3 separate regions of the Sus scrofa genome follow, and regions 1 and 2 are each linked to region 3. Evidence: chromatin contacts called from public Hi-C and HiChIP or PLAC-seq data. All regions are on one chromosome and are shown on one strand. Each heading gives the region's core, a stretch centred on a gene start, on an enhancer-like site or on the middle of the called end of the contact. The rest is flanking DNA. Distances are from core to core; before and after follow the strand shown. Region 1 holds the start of ACSM3 (acyl-coenzyme A synthetase ACSM3, mitochondrial). Region 2 holds the start of ARL6IP1 (ADP ribosylation factor like GTPase 6 interacting protein 1). Region 3 holds the start of C3H16orf62 (UPF0505 protein C16orf62 homolog).

What was found. Hi-C and Micro-C count contacts between places; a contact is called where the count stands out from the background. HiChIP or PLAC-seq counts read pairs in DNA pulled down with a chosen protein or histone mark.
Region 1: an H3K27ac HiChIP or PLAC-seq map of alveolar macrophages shows a contact between it and region 3. The contact joins the promoter of ACSM3 here to the promoter of C3H16orf62 in region 3. A contact is called at or near these places in 2 of 2 datasets of contacts at active chromatin or transcription factors (alveolar macrophages and skeletal muscle).
Region 2: a Hi-C map of liver shows a contact between it and region 3, with 5 times the contacts expected there. The contact joins the promoter of ARL6IP1 here to the promoter of C3H16orf62 in region 3. A contact is called at or near these places in 1 of 5 promoter capture datasets (liver), 1 of 47 Hi-C or Micro-C datasets (liver) and 1 of 2 datasets of contacts at active chromatin or transcription factors (alveolar macrophages).

Annotation. Positions count from the first base shown.
Region 1 is chr3:25,281,775-25,285,323 of Sscrofa11.1, forward strand. It overlaps ACSM3 (acyl-coenzyme A synthetase ACSM3, mitochondrial), which reads right to left and starts at 2,289. Exons shown (of 14, transcript XM_021086514.1): 1 at 2,103-2,289.
Region 2 is chr3:26,758,455-26,762,312 of Sscrofa11.1, forward strand. ARL6IP1 (ADP ribosylation factor like GTPase 6 interacting protein 1) reads left to right here and starts at 2,191. Exons shown (of 6, transcript NM_001244213.1): 1 at 2,191-2,305. The coding sequence starts at 2,270.
Region 3 is chr3:26,155,832-26,159,287 of Sscrofa11.1, forward strand. It overlaps C3H16orf62 (UPF0505 protein C16orf62 homolog), which reads right to left and starts at 1,506. Exons shown (of 31, transcript XM_021086527.1): 1 at 1,129-1,506. The coding sequence starts at 1,217.

The sequences.
Region 1 (3,549 bases), core at 1,039-3,538, 870 kb before region 3:
GAATTTAATACATTTATAGTTGTACAATGATCATCACAATCCAGTTTTATAGGATTTCCATCCCACAACCGCGGCGCATCCCCTCCCCGACACACCTGCAACTTTGTTTTTAATTTGGGGGGATAATATCTTCAAATGCTTACAGAAATCATAAAAGATACTCAGTGAGGAGTTCCTGTTGTGGTACAGTGAAAAAACGAATCTGACTAGGAACCATGAGGTTGCAGTTTCGATCCCTGGACTTGCTAAGTGGGTTAAGGATCTGGCATTGTTGTAAGCTGAGGTGTAGGTGGCAGATTCGGCTCAGATCCCAAGTTGCTGTGGCTGTGTAGGTCAGCAGCTGTAGCTCCAATCAGACCCCTAGCCTGGGAACCTCCACATGCCGTGGGTGTGACCCTAAAAACAAAGGGGGGAAAAAAAAGGTACACAGTGAAAAATCTGCCTCCCACCCCCAGCCTCAGGTTTCACCACACCCTTAATCCCTCAGAGAACCATTGTTATTATTTCTATGTATCTTTTAAGGGTTTCTTTTTTTTTTTTTTTTTTTTTTTTTTGGTCTTTTTGCCATTTCTTGGGCCGCTCCCACGGCATATGGAGGTTCCCAGGCTAGGGGTCTAATCGGAGCTGTAGCTGCCAGCCTACGCCAGAGCCACAGCAACGCAGGATCTGAGCCTCGTCTGCAAACTACACCACAGCTCACGGCAACGCCGGATACTTAATCCACTGAGCAAGGCCAGGGATCAGAACTGCAACCTCATGGTTCCTAGTCAGATTCGTTTCTGCTGTGCCCACAACAGGTACTCCTTATTTTGCATTTAAAATGAAAATTTCAAACTATTTTATCCACTGCATTCAGAATCCTTCAAACAAACTTTGAAAAGAAAATTGACCAGTCATTTGGAGCTTAAAGTGAGCCTAACCATTGTGTTCTGCCAAATACCAGCATCCTCCTCATCAAAACCATAAGACTATCTTTTCCCCAACAAAGTTCTTTTCCTGTTTTTCCAGAGATTTTAGCATTTCATAAAATCCATTTTCCAGGTTTCTAATACTATTTGCAGGTAAAAAAGATCTGAGACAACTTTCCCAGTGTGAGTCCAGATTTTTGTACTGAGCCATAGAAAACTCATCTAATAAAGATGGTACCAGTGCTGATCAGACAGGCTTTTGAAAGTATTTAAGGTCTCATCAGACATGCAGCCTCTACATCTATATAAACAGCAGTGCCAAGGGGATTTTCACCTCCCCACATCTCCGTAAATACCTTCTCCATCAAGTAATCCAAGTAATAACCATGGGTTGGCATATATACCCTCAAAGCAAGATGAAACCCCTACTGTTCTCCGCAATCTAACAAGACCCTGCCTTAAACTTCCATAAGAATTTTTAGGGCTATGCTTGACCACCTAATAGAGAAAAGTGGCTGCCCCCAGGTTACTTCTAAGTAGACACTAGAGTGAAAACCTCAGCTTAGTCTACTTGGACTCAACTGAATTTTTTTTCCAAAACATCTTAACAAGTTAATCTGTGCACATAATTTTTAAAAAATTAAATAGCACGAAAAGCTCAAAATGAAAGAAACTCAGCTGCTATGTTTACAGCCTTTTTGTATGTACATAGTCCTAGTCACTTACTAGATAGAATTATTAACAATAACTGAGAAATTCTGATAGAAACACATTGGCTGCCCAGGATTTCAGGAGAGCACTTTTAATTTCTTTTTGTCTGTTTGTTTGCTTGCTTGTTATCTCTGCTCAAAAGTACATGTGGGCCAGCCCAGAAAACTTTGCATAGGAGACAGATAAAGTGATACTCACTAAAGTGACAGATTCCAACACAGCAGGAGATGATAGCAGACCTGTTTCTAGAAGAGTAACCCTGAAACTTGAACTCTTCTATCTACGTTGGTCTTGGCAGTAGCCGCAAGAGAATGGAAAAGTTGTGGGACAGTCAGAAGCAGTAAGATGTGCCCAGAGTGCCTTTCCTGGATTGGTGGAGCCATTCTGGAGGGAGGAGCAGAAGTTCTGGGCCAAGTTTACCTTGGAGATTTACACAGTCCCCTGAGACTGTTCCTTTTATAATTAATGAGTTACTGGACTTACTGTCATGACTCAGCAGATCTGTGAGGAACCCAGGATCTGTGAGGATTCAGGTTCCGTCTCTGGCCTCAGTGGGTCAGTGGGCTGTGGATCTTGCAGCCGTAAGCTGCAGACGTGGCTTGGATCCTTCCTTGCTGTGGCTGCGGTGTAGGCTGGCAGCTGGAGCTTCGATTGGTCCCCTAGCCTGGGAACTTCCATATGCCGTGGGTGTGCCCCTGAAAAGGAAAAAATAAAGAAGTTAATGATTTTCATACACCACAGGTTTTGGGGAGGCTGGGGAAGTAATGCATTTACATGGAGGGAAAGTGTCCATGGAGCTCCTGGAGAGGTTAGTCCTGTTTACAGGTGATTGTGTTTAGGGTGCAGTTAAGCCAGGGAGAAGGACAAGGAAAGTCTCTAAGCTGTTCAGTTTTAAAGTATTCATTTCTAAAAGAAGCATAGGGATCTAACTTTTTTCTTGGGTGTATAAGATGCCTATATTATTACGTGTATTCCTTGAGAGGGAACCAGGATCCTGCCTCAAGGCTGTACAGTTGCCTGACTGTTCCTCCCCTCCCTGATCAGTAACTATCTGACCATGTCCCTATAGGAACTCAGGGAAGGTCATGGTAGCTGAGTAAGACTCATTTCCTAAGAACAAGAAATGGGGTACACAAAAAGGCTTTTGCACCCAGGAGCCCCACAGTCCGGTTTCGCTATCACTTTATCGATCATTTTGGGAGCTGAATTCAGTTGAAAAACTTTGAGCACCTACTATGGGCTAGGCACTATGCTAGGCACTGAGGATGAAAAGAAAAACTAAACAATTTCAGCGAGCTCTCTCTGTGCCTCCTGACACCACAGCAAGGCCAGTGTAATGAGACTTCTTTTCACAAGCAACTGAGGACCTCCAGAAATAGATGCTGCACAATCTCCACCAATGACATTTTGAAAAGTAAAGGCGGAAGCAAAGGTGAAAGCCAAAAATAAGATTTTTGGATATAATGGTCAATCTGGGGTTAGAATAAAAGATGACTTTCAGTTCAATGACCCTTTTGCAGATTACTTCCATTGGAATTTGTGGGAACTCAAATCTGGCAACAACTTTTGTACTGGAGCAGTAGTTGAGGGTGAGTGCTGCCCACCATAGCTGTTAACCAAAGGTCTTTGCAGCCATCAGCCACTGCATCCACTGGATGGTGAGCCCTGAAGAAACTCAGGATGGAAACAGAATGCCAGCCATCAAACCATCAGACACTGTAGCCACCAACTCCCACCTGTTCCTCCCCCCCCCCCAGTGTACCCTCAAGAGACTCCGGATGAGAAAGCACAGGACACTGGCCCTAGATAGCTGAGGTGCATATCAAAGGAATGATTTCAGTGAACCCTGACTCTTGCATTTCCCATACATGGAAAAGCACTAAATCCCTTAACCAGAAATAATCTTTTGATGTTCATACTATCTGGTCTT
Region 2 (3,858 bases), core at 941-3,440, 600 kb after region 3:
AGCTTAATTTTGTAAATCTTTAAATAAGAACTCCTGTGGAATGTTACTCACATTTATGTTCCCTGGTGTATGAAAGCTATGAAGGAAAACGAAATGGCCAACCTGTTTTAATATCTGGAAATAAGATTGCATTTGTTGGATTATGTTAGGAAGATTTATGTTAACTGTTTAGTCATCCAACATGTTTCAAAAGATTCTGTCTTGCCTTTATTGTACAAAATGGGGCAAAAGGCTCCATCCAAGAAAGCCATGCTAAGTGTAGGTGTTTTTTGTTCTTATTAGGGCGACTGGAATTTTAGTTAAAGACCTTCCACCAGTGCTCGGTGTTAAGTTGCTGGTTAGGTCTGGGAACACATTCCTTGAGTAAGAGATACTCTGTGGAGAATCTGTGCTGTTTGAAAGCAGATCCTTCAGTTTTCACCTACTTGAATTGCACAAGCTGCTGTTGAAAGAGAAGTCTCTTCTGAAGTTGTACACAGGGAACTTGGATAAAAACCAGGCGCACTCTGTAGCAAAAGCTGATTTCCCAATGTACAAATGGCAGTTTTTAAACTCTAGTAACTGATGCCCTCTTCTTCGGAAGTGGATGTTACTGTACCTAAAGTACTGTTTTGCATTCAGTACTCTCTATATTCATCACGTGGTTGGTTGCTCGCTGTTTGCGACCTTCTGATTTTCTTTTGAAGAGGTAGGGAAGGGCCTACTCTTCAAACTCCAACTAAAATCTCCCCAAATGGGATATATCAACTGGCTGCATTTTACCTGCATAACCTGTTTTTCTCCCCAACATTTCCCTAAGTGGAACTTTACTGAAGAGTCAGTCCCCTTCCCTTGCAGAGGCTTTTTTTTTTTTTTTAATCTCCCTCCAAGTGTTTATACCTGATCAGATGCTTTATTTTTTTTCACAGTAAAAAAAGAAACTTACATTCTTATATCACAACAGAACAAAGGGTGGAAAAAAATGTATACATGTAAGTGTAACTTGGTCCCCATGCTGTACAGCGGGGAAAAAAAAAACACAATTGGTTAATAGTATAATAAAAAAATGCCACATGAGATACCAAAAAAACCCAAAAACAAACGATGGCATAATATAGAAGACTATAAAAAGTTAAAAGCTATGCTAAGTTTTCCTCAAAAAGACATCTGACCAGGTCAACATTTAGCATATTTCGAGCAATGAAAATGAAAGCATTTTTTAAATACATTTTTGTGAAGTCCTGGAGAGAAAAGATTTCTCAACACAGCTCATCTAGTTTTTGTTTTTGTTTGGCCGCTCCCCTGGCATTCATCTGCTTCTTAAATTCCAATTCATTCCACCCTTATGAGAGAGTTGACATCTTTCCTTAGCATGACCTCTAATGTAAAAAGATCTGTCAAAACAAGTCCCTTTTTGGAGAGGGAGTTCGTAGTTTACCCCACAAAGAATTTCCCCAAACACCCTATATAAACAAGCCGATTTTTTTAAGTCAATGCATTTTTCACAAGTTGTCGAACTACGCCAAGATTTTCTCCTACCCCCATCAAACTAAGGCCTTAAAGGGGAGTAACATTGCGGAAAAAAAATCTACATAAATAGCCCTATTCATTTGTCCGCGAAACCTCACGAGATGGGCACGAGTCATAAATCCAGGCTAAACTGCTCAAGGCTGCGGGAGCAGGGATCAGAAGGCGGGGCCGACGGGGAACAGCTGGGGCGAGGGCCACAGGCTGCTTCTGTTAAGAGGATCCCAGCCGGCCCCCTTAATCACAATGAAGTTAGCGTCACATGACCACCTCTGCCTTCCGCCTGATACTGGGTGGCATATTTCCTCGAGGACTAATTCCGGAGAGTCTCCTTGGCTGCTTTGAGGTCCCCCTGAAAGAGCGTCCGAGAGCTACGGTTCCCACAGGCCCCGGGGATACTGAGGCCACACCAGGCCCCGGGCAGCGGCCGTTCAACCGCTTCTGAAAGGCCTGGGCGGGGCGTCGCACACCTCCTGGGCGCTGATTGGTCATTCAGTGTCCCCGCCTCCTCGGCCCCGGCGTTCTCACTCTCCTTTGACCTCGGTTTCAAGACATGCGCTGGACAGCGGTTGGCCGCCCCGGCTTCAGCTTCATCTTGATTTGCCCAATGAGGAGCGAGCTTCGCGGGGTCTGTCGGGAAAGGCATCCAGCCTATATAAGCGGCTTGCGGGGCGTACCCTGATGCCAGGGTAGCCTTAAGGGGTTCGAGAGAGCTCTTGGTTTTGTGGCGTCTTTCGCTCCTAGAGACGACACCTCAGGGACGATGGCAGAGGGAGATAATCGCAGCACCAATCTGCTGGTGAGTCCTGGCGGCTTCGTCGTGAGGGAAATGCGCTGGGTTTCTGGATATTAGGCTCCATGGGACGGCGCTGCGGCTTCGTTCCTATCACCTGCCGCGGGCCCGGCCTCCTCTCCCGGTGCCCAGGTGCAGGCGACGACTCCTGCCCTTTGGATGTCGTGGGTGAGCCTTGCTTGGCGGTCACTAGTCGTGTCCACGCCTAACATCCCTTGGGGACGGTTCGCGACGGAGCGAGGGCGCGTGATCATTCACCGCGAATAGAGGTTGAGGAGGAAGCGAGAGAAGAGGGGCTGGGACCCGCCTGGGGTGCAGTCACTGGCTGAGGGCCGCGAGTGCCCTGTCGAGTGCTTCGGGGGGCCCAGGCCCCAGCGGTATCCGGGTTTTCCCTCTTTCATCTTAAGCAGGACATCCTTTCGCCCTTTTCCCCAGTATTTGGTCAGGGGTTGAGGGTCAAAGGGTTGCTGCCGATAATTTGTTAGAGCTGGCACAGCTTAACACGGCAGCGAGGCTGCAAACTCACCGCTGGGAACCGAAAGTAAGAGTCCAGCCGGAAGGACTATGGGAGGTCTCGGCGTTAGTCTGTAACTGATAAACCTTTGGGGAAGGGGGAGGGTCACGGGAGGACTTTCGAGTAAGCAGGGGTCTAAAGGAAATGCAGTGAGGTTCTATCACAGGCAGACAATTTTAACCTCACTGAGAATCACGCAGGATCTAGGCAAAAGGGAAGGAAGGATCAGTCCATTTTCTACGTTGCATTTTCCCCAGGGAGAGTGCTAATGAATTAAGTGACTTTGCAGGGCAGTTTTGATTGTGCATGATTTTCGTTTTGCATTGATTTTTAGAAACGTATGACCTCTGCCCCATGACACACACACAGCAAAAACCTCTTCTCTGTGGTAAGCCTAGTTAGCCCCAGCCAGCTTCGTTTTAAGAATTGATTGTAGCACAAAGAAGTTGCCCAAGTTTACACAGCTGTTGAGACAACCGATATGGGCTCTGCTCTGCTGCTCTCTCTGCAGAGCAGTGTGGCTTTAAGGACAGGCCTTTGGCCTTGGATTTGCCAGATTCAGATCTGTTAACCTCTGTGTATCTCAGTGTCCTTATCTATAAAATGAAAATAATAACATCTTCCTTTCAGTTTGTTACGAGAAATGATTAAAATATAAACACAGAAAACATTTAGCAGAGTTTCTGGCACATGATAATCTTTTTTAACTTATTAAACATAGTATATAAAGTCAGAAATATTGAGGTTCCACCTAAGTGATCAGTGTGGCACAGCATTTTTTTTTTTTTTTTTTTTTCTTTTTAGGGCTGCCCCCATGGCCTATGGAGGTTCCCAGGCTAGGCTACACCACAGCCACAGCAACATCAGATCCAAGCCAAGTCTGCAACCTACACCACAGCTCTTAGCAGTGTTGGATCCTAAACCCACTGAGCAAGGCCAGGGATCAAACCTGCGTCCTCACGGATACTAGTCAGATTCGTTTCTGCTGAGCCACGACAGGAACTCCACAGATGTCATCTTCAACAAGGTTAAGCGGCACTGTCTC
Region 3 (3,456 bases), core at 256-2,755:
ATTTAAGCCTTAGTGATTCTCTAAAAGGTACTTTGCAGGACTGGGTCAAAGAAAATTCAGGGCAGGGCTTACAAACACTCGGAGGCATCCAATCCTGACCTGGTGTATCAAAGTTTTTGAAGGAAGACTCTTAAAAGGGTTAGCCAGGTGAAGTGAACATGAGGAAGACAGCTGTTTATCAAACATAAAACCAAAAGGATGTATTTCTAAAGTCTAGGGCTGTATATTTTTTCATTTGCTCACTCATTCGTTCAATGTAAACCACTTCACATCTCTTGCAGAAAAAGATCAGAATACAATCTCCCTTCCTGAGATGTAGCAGAGAGCTCACGTCGCCAGATAATCCTACTGCTACCATCACAACTTACTCCAGTTCTTCACACGCTGGTAGAAACAGCTGGAGCCTGAAGCACCCAGCTCCTAGCTACTCCAGCCACAAAAGCCCCAACAGGCACATCAGCCTTGGCACCCGCAGTTAGTTAGCTCCTTCTAACTGGGATGAGCTTCTGTTCATCCTCCAAAACCCAATTGAAGACTCTTCCTCTCCCAAGCCTTCCCTAAGGCGCCAGGTGTGGTTGTGCCTCGTCCCGGTGCCTTCTTTGGATATCTTTCTATTCTGGGTACCTGCCCCTACTAAACTCTCAGCTCCCTTAAGCCAAAGGAGTATGTCTGAGGGCTCTGCATCCTCAGTGCCCGCTGCAAGGCGCTGCACAGAGCAGGATGCACGGCAGCCCTTTTACAGATGAGAAAAGGAAGTCTGCCCCAGCTGAACCGAGTCGTTCAGGAAATAGCCAAGTCTCCCATTCTCTGCATCCAGCGCCCCAGAACCCGCGCCGACTTCTGGAAAAGCAGAAGCTGGGGAAGTTGTTTTTTTAGGGAATGAATGGAGAAGGGAGAGTGGGAGGCCGGGGGAGGGGTAGCGGGAGAAAGAACTAAGATCCCACCCGTCCGGTTCAGGGGGTTTCTCTGAAGCCAAGTAGCGGCGGGGGATCTGAGGTCAAGACAACCCAGGGGTGCGGTGGGAGCCGCCACCAAACCCCATAGAGAGCAGTTCACACACTCCCTCGCAGAGACACACACTGAGACAGAGACCCTGCCCCTGAAGCCCACCCGCCGCTTCTTCCTTACCAGGGAAAGGTGGCCATCTTCCCAGTCACATGACAGCTAGTTCGGGGACCGCCAGCCCAATTTGCCCTTCCAGACCCCGCCCCCTCCATGCCGCCATGATTGTGAAGGGCGGACACCCTCCCTCTAAGCACGAGCTGCCCGCCCCTCTCCGGCCGCCATGATTGTGAGGGGCAGCGTCGGCCCAGTAGGCTGTCGCAGCGCTGGCCTGCGTCGGGAGTGTGAGTGGCAGGCGGCTGCCTGACCCCCCGGGACCCCCTGGAGGCGGTGAAGAATCCAGACACGCGGGGGTATCGGACGCTAACTGCGGCTGGGGGTGGAAAGGGGGTGTTTGGGACCCAGTCGGCGCGAGCTTTCGCGGCTAATTCGCAGTTTGACCCGGTAAGCCACGCCCCTTCCCCGGGCCACCGCGTCCCCCTCTGTGCACTGCGGAAGTTAGGCATTTCCGGTATCCTCCTCTTGGGTCCTTAAGGGCTTCCCTGGATCATAGTGTGACAGCTCTCAACTGGAACTAAACTGGAGAAAGCAGAGGTCACCTTTCCTCCGTCTTGGCGAAGCCCTGCGTTTCTATGAAGGTGGATGTTCATTTCCGCTGCAGAACTTCTGTGCTCCAGTGTTTTCTCTGATTAAAAAATAACTACACTGAGCACCTTGCATTCACTCTTCATGTGCTCCTCACTGCAAACCTCTGAAGTAAAAGCGATTATCACCTGTTTCGGCTGGTAGGCGCCCAGCCCGGGTTGGTTAACAGCTAATCACAAAGCAGCATCTTATCCTCACTTTTTTTGTTTCCCTTTTCAAGTGTCTTTTCTGACAAAAAAAGAGGTTGGAAAACCACATTCTTTTGAGTGTCTTTGAGGACGCCCTCCCCAGGAAAAGACAATAGAATAATACACACTTAAACCTGTAATGGAATGTGTTGTTTATCACGCTGAATCCTAGTTTCTTCATCTGTGAAATCAGGATAATTCTGACGGAAGTGAAGGGAGATACATATAAAATGGCCGGCAAATGGTCAGTACTCACTGGAAGCAGTACGTGACTAGGTAAGCTTAGATCACATCGTGCCTTCTGTGACCTTCCTGTTTTCAGAGCTCTGTCTGTCCACAGCAAGAGACTGACTCTGCAGTAGATCATAAAGTAGGGCTTCTCTCCTTTGAACTGCACAGGCTCATCTGGGGATCTTGTTCCATGCAGGGTCTGATTCAGGTCTGGGCCAGGACCTGGGCTTCTGCATTTCTTACAGGTTTCCAGGTGGCCCTGCTGCTGGTCTCTGGATACAGAAGGGACTGTGGTAGTTTTAGGTGGTAAGGGGGCGGGGTAGGGTAACTCAGGATTCATATTCAACCATGCCCACTGAATCCAAGCCCTGTACAGCATGTCTACTATGCACAGATAAGGGGAAGTTACCCTGAAACACTAAAGTTAGGGGAAGGGTGAATAAGGGATTTTCCCCACCATAGGCTGAGAAGCAGAATCACAGTTCTGGTGGCACCTTTGTCAGCCACCTCAAGAAACTGAATTTCGAACCAGAGAAACTGACCAAAATGTAATCAATTAAATAAATAAAAACGTAATATTTTACTGTCAGGCATAATTTTGGTTAGACACCATAGCTGTCCTCAGAGCTGTCTTTAGAACCTAACCAACGTGGCTCCACTGCACCGTATTCCAATCTGATTTGCTGTATTCTGTGACTGGGTCTCCTTTGGTTTGTTGTTGGGTTTTTGGTTTTTTTTTTTTTGTTTTGTTTTTGTCTTTTTTGTGGGGGGGGGGGCTTTTTTAGGGCTGCTCCCGCAGCATATGGAGATTCCCAGGCTAGAGGTCTAATCGGAGCTACAGCTGCCAGTCTATACCACAGCCACAGCAACGCCAGATCCAAGCCTCGTCTGTGACCTACACCACAGCTCATGGCAATGCCAGATTCCCCCACCCACTGAGCAAGGCTAGGGACCGAACCCACAACCTCATGGTTCCTAGTTGGATTCGTTCACCACTGAGCCATGATGGGAACTCCTGGGTCTCCTTTGGTTTTTACAATTACTTTTATAACCTGTATGTATGCACACTATGGTCTGTTAGAGCATCCAACTTCATTTGCTTATTGAATAACTATTATTCTTCACTGGGGGGAGAAGGGGGATTGTATGGGTTTGTTCACAGGACAGTGACACCTAACAGAAAAAAAAAAAAAAAAGACCTTCATCTCCAGCATGGGCCCTTGTTTTCAGCTCCGAATGATTAAGTTCCCAGTCATATTCATCATTCTCAATGTAGGACATCAATGAGAGTAAGGATGGCCTTAGGAAAAGGGAGGGGCCCTTCTCACAC